Regions from separate parts of the Gasterosteus aculeatus genome. Here region 1 is linked to region 2. Evidence: chromatin contacts called from public Hi-C data. All regions are on one chromosome and are shown on one strand. The core of a region is the stretch at or near the end of the contact, and the rest is flanking DNA. Distances in the headings are between cores, read along the strand shown. Region 1 has its middle 8.3 kb from the start of LOC144389344. Region 2 overlaps man1a1 (mannosidase, alpha, class 1A, member 1).

What was found. Hi-C and Micro-C count contacts between places; a contact is called where the count stands out from the background.
Region 1: a contact with region 2 is called in a Hi-C map of liver, with 4 times the contacts expected there. The contact joins two enhancer-like sites. A contact is called at or near these places in 3 of 6 Hi-C or Micro-C datasets (liver and skeletal muscle).

The regions. Positions count from the first base shown.
Region 1 is chr18:5,674,721-5,677,420 of fGasAcu3.hap1.1, forward strand. No RefSeq gene overlaps it. Among protein-coding and RNA genes, the nearest start is that of LOC144389344, 8.3 kb to the left of the region's middle. Within about 2 kb of position 1,356, at least 1 of the 9 cell types and tissues checked has open chromatin away from gene starts, as enhancers often do. A contact at or near this core is called in liver, where this site is marked.
Region 2 is chr18:5,454,813-5,457,512 of fGasAcu3.hap1.1, forward strand. man1a1 (mannosidase, alpha, class 1A, member 1) reads right to left here. Exons shown (of 12, transcript XM_040160450.2): 12 at 487-2,700. Among protein-coding and RNA genes, the nearest start is that of fam184ab, 18 kb to the left of the region's middle. Within about 2 kb of position 1,424, at least 1 of the 9 cell types and tissues checked has open chromatin away from gene starts, as enhancers often do. A contact at or near this core is called in liver, where this site is marked.

The DNA.
Region 1 (2,700 bases), core at 106-2,605, 220 kb after region 2:
GTTGCACAATATTCTGTCAGATTCTCTAAATGCACTCCCTCTCCCATTCTCACTCACTCACACCCAAACGCATATGCATGGACACGCACCAGTCAGTTAAAATGTAGGCCCATGTTTGCTGTCCTTAATTGGCAACGCGGGACTCCAAGCTGAATGTAAAACACTAAAGAAAATGATGAGAGCACATATTAGACAGCACTGGCCCGGCATACACAATATGGTTCCCTTCCCCCCAACGTAAAAAGAGCTCTATTTTTATCAATTAACACGCTTCTCTTTGTGGGGGGGGGGGTCCACTTGTTTTCCCCATCAACAAAATACTGTGGCATTTGTTGTCTCGGTAGAACCACGGGAGCCATGGGGCTGAAAGCATGTAAAAGGTCAATACCGTCACGGTAAACCCGGAGATTTACTGCAACAACCTGCTGAGCGACCAAGGTTTGTCTCTGACACGTCAGGGGAAGATCCTTGTTAAATGTGGGATGCCAGCAGGCTGAGCAGCGAGGTGAGGCTGTGCTCTTGGCTGTAGGAGGAGCCACAACTGCCTGACGAAGACCTCTGAATGTACCCCTAGAGGTGGTAATTGCAGCTATGCTACTTTTTAACATGGACTCTATCATGCATTTGTGTCTAATGGGTACAACGGCTTTAGAAATTGGTCGCTGATGTCCGCAGTCACTAAATGGGCTGTAATGTAATTGCTCGAGGCAACTCCTCACCTTCTATTTTACAAAAACATTTCAACAATATGGATGGGATTTTCCAGAGCGAGAACACGAGCAAGACACACAATAACAGACGAATTGGATAAGCAAGGGGTAAGAAAGAATACATTTAGCTTTGTTATTTCTGGGTTTTTTATAGTTATATTTCATAATGTTTTCAGATTTCTTTTAATAACAATCTGAGCCTACTGAGCAGTGTGCTAGTGCACGTACTGAAGCATTGAGCAGTTGCCGGAGGCAGGCTGTTTAGTGGCTGACGGCTGGATCGCTTCCCTCAATACGGGAACAAGTTCAAATTAGCTGTCCCCATTTGTGACTTTCACACAAAACACAAGAGGAAGTAGAAAAATGCGGGACCGACCTTCAATGTTTGGTTAAATGTCATTTTTCCTCCCCGTTAGTTGCAACGGCCACAAAAAAACATTTGCAGCCTCCACATTGGAAAAGATCACTCCTCTAACAATGCTCCCCTGTTTTAACACAGCACAACTTTATTTCTAACCTTGTTTCTTTCTTCCACATAGTGAATGAAATCAAAATAGGCCGTTCCTTGTGGACTCTCTTGAGTTGAGTTATTTATTGTGTGTCTGTGTGGGACTTGGTCTAATCTTTGAACCATTGATTGGTGTGTACAAACCAAGGACAATACAGCAACAGTACATGGCAGTATACTGGTGAAATGACGTATTGCATAGTGAAACCATGACACACACACACAGAAATTTATGTTTTCATGCTCTCTCCTGGTTTATACGTGCAATATATCCCAAGAACCAAAACAAGCACTCTCCTTCTTTCCCTGGATAACCATTTCTCCCAACCTGCCCTTTTGAAGCTGCTGACACCCATTGTTGGACATGCATAGTGAGTAGGGGTGTAACGACTCATCCACTGAATCGATAATTCGATTTATATCCCTGCGATCCAACTGAATCGATCTGTGCTCCGCAAATCGGCATTCCGGACAACATATATCGATTACAAATCGATTAAAATGGTACATAATCGATTTGTATCGATACTTGGAAACTGCAAATTGGATTTAAGCACAAAAACGGTATGGATGTGTGTTTGTCTGTTTTTTAGCACTTTAGACACGTGAAAACGTTACTCGATTCTGTCTGCCTGTCTGTGACGTCATCAGTACGCAGCGGCAGCCGTGCGAAACTCGGAACAACAACAGAACACAGCATGGAGGAGACGACTGCGAGCAATACATTTACAAACCAACTTATCGATCCAGCGTGTGGAAGCATTTTGGCTTTTGCAAACACAGAGGTTAAACAACACGCCGACAGTCGGGCACCTCTAGCAGCGTTACCGCTGCAGCAGCAGCAGAAGGTAACTCCAGCTCTGCAGACACCTCAGGCCTCGCCAGTAGGAAACTCAACATCACAGTAACAATTGCCAAGTTTAGCTGTAAAGACATGCAGCCCTACAATGTGGTTGAAAATCCGGGGCTCTGTGAATTGATCCAAACATTGTGTAATTATTGTGTAATGTTTACATTGAAAATGGCACTCAAATAAAAGGTTAATACATTTGCCATCAATTGTTGTTTGCTTGTTTATAATATCCATAATTAATTTAAACCTGATTTCCTTACAAGAAACAACAGGGATCTCGTAAAATTTGCCTGCACTGTCCAGTAAAGTTACTGAATCGATTTTAAGTCACTGAATCGAATCGTTCTAAATTAACCCAGATCGTCCATGAATCGAATCGGCAACCATCGGCAAGAATCGAATTGTTGTTAAAATGAATCGTTACACCCATAATAGTGAGCCAAAAGGGGAACTTTGCAGAGGCTGTGTGTGTATGTGTGTGTAAAGCCATTTGACAATCAACATAACGACAGTAAATCTGTTTTGTTTGTTTTTTCCTTTTTATTCCTTTGTATTATTTTTTTCCTTTTTATTTCAAATGGGTGAGATTATTTGTATCTTTTTATGTTTGTGCCACACTTTCCAATGTA
Region 2 (2,700 bases), core at 174-2,673:
TATGGTAAATTCTGGTGCCTGTGGTTGGTGTTGGTCGCGTCCTAATTAGTCATTTTTTTGAAACTCTAAAACAAAAATGACCCGGCGTTGCATTCTTTATTCTTTGGACTCATTTGTTGGAGAGCTTCGATGCTTCACTCACAGCCGACCGGCACACAGCGAGCACAAACGGTGACTCATACGGGCATTTATTCAAAATGAATCAGTTGTTGTTTCTGCATAATATTTTGTGTGGCAAAGGGTTTTCTTTTGAAGGGGAGGAAGAAGGGTTTACAGCAAACATGTTAAAGCTCTCAGGAATTGATCAGTTAATCAGCACAAATTGCAGGAATATCATTAGCATGTGATCGTTTATTAACTTCAGATTTTATTCCCGGCTCGAAACATTGAAGTCAGTAAAAACTGCAAATGAATAAGTGAATGTGTTCAGATAAGCTGAAACGTTAAATGAAGCAGGTCGGAAAGAACAAAATCTCAAACCAACGCTTATTAAAAGATTATTTTATTCACAATAGAAGTGTAACAAATATAGTTTATTAAAAAGTCTCCTGCTTATTAATATCATTTTAATCGATAAACTCAGAAGATTTTTTTTATATAAATGTAGAACGGCCCATTTGCCAGAACGGAATATTTACATTTTTCAATAATATTAACACAATAAAACAGATTTCCCCACAAAATTAAGATTTTGCATTAAAACGCAACGTAAACTATGTGCAATGGAATGATTATCAGCAATATTTTGTACAGAAAGATTTCTGAGGTTGATTTCACATAAGTAAACCTTTAAAGGGAAACGCCAACCGTTTTACAAATTCTGTCTATGTTGACCGGTCAGTTATGTAAAGTGATCAAACACCACTCGGGTGAAGATTAAAGATTTCAGTGTTCATAAATTAGAAGTTTCCCAAGTGGTGCCTGTTCACTAGGATCCACTTCTGTTAGAATTCATAAGTTGGCATTCCCCTTTAATATCCACCAATAAACAGTCATTGGAACGAAACAGATCATCAACACAATATTCAGAAAATCACCAAAAAGACATTTCAACCTTGTTGGAAAAAAAATCAAAATAAATTCTGCGTATGGAAACGAGCGTGATGTCACTCTGAGGCGGAAGCAGATCTCACAGCGACGGCTCAAACGGAAAAAGCTTCCTCTTTAGGACCGGACCGGCGTCCCGTGAGCGGAAACCACAAAATCTGCTCATGTTCCCCAGCGCGGCTCCCAGCGGATATCCAACCGCATGTCATCACGCCTCTAAAGATTTGAATCTCTGCGAGCTGGTGCAGCTGACTCAGTGTCTCCATTTCAACCAAAACTGAGATGAAGCTCAGAAGCAGCTTCTTCTCTGTATTCGTATAAAGCAGTTCTGGTGTCTCCACACTACTGTACAGTGAAGGATACAACAGATCTGGCTTGTACTTTGTTGCTGAATATTCCTGTACCTCCATGGTTCTCCATCTGTGTCGGACAGGAGAACAGTGTAATGTGCAGCGATTGGCCTCGCATGGCGGACGTGGATCACTTCCTACATTAACGGCATGTCGTCGCTGCTTCTTCTCCGCCTCGTTCATGCATTTTTGTGCTTTCCGAGATGACACAAAGCAAAAACAAACAAACCCAAAAGCACAGAGAAGTGAGCACAAAGAGCACAAAAAGAAAAGAAAAAAAGCACATAAAATATTCTTCACTTCACATTGGATGGTACATTCATACGATTCAATCCTGCTGTAAAGTTGTTTGGTTGATCCCAGGTTCATCTCTCTGGAATCAACCAAATTATTCTGCTAACATCACTTTAAAAGGTTGCATGTGTAGCAACAGTTCCTTGCCGATAGCATCAGTATGTATCTCTATATCTCTAAACATCTATATGTGTAATCATCTTGAGACATTGTGTAATGTACATTGTTGAATCGTTGATGTCAACAAATAAAAGACCCAGAGGACCTTTTAATCGTGTTCCGACATCAGTTCGGAATGTCTTTTTTCTTTCTTTCTTTCTTTTTTTATTAGGTGGACAAATATGCAATTGCCCACAAAAGGTTTAAGGTCCAGTTATGAAGCCACAGTGCCACCTGGGTGTCAGCTTCCAAACCCTAAAGTCCTCTGTTCACCTCTACAGAATAAATTAACACAATCAGCAAAAATCAACGGTTACAAGACAACACCACATGGGTAATAAATGCCTCCGAATCAACTGGAACCAAACAAACACCAGGGATTAAACCCGAGGACGCGGCCGTCTGTACAGTGAGGAGCACAGCTCAGCTTGTGTTGGACATCCAGCTAAGCTTTGTGATCAGTGTTTGCAGCTCAAACTCTTTGTATTTGAACATTTCCTTATGAAGCTGAATGAGTGAGTCTCCTAACCCTTTTCGCTTCTACATTTAGACAGCTTAATAAAGTGTAAACTACTCATCACAACGTCGTCCAACAGGTAAATCAACAGATTTGGATGTACGGGGCGTTCCACTTGAGACTTGACTCCATCACAGCATTGTTTGGTTCAAATTTGGTTTAACGCTAAAACCACGAGTCCCAGTAGCATCTAGCAGGTGTCCCCAAAAGATTACGGACTTTTCCTTTTCAAACCGCCAAAAAGGAACCGAATAGAAACTCTTAAAAGATCCAGGGATGCAGATTTAAAATTGAGGGATTTAAGACTTCTTCCAACAGTTTGGAAAATCAACA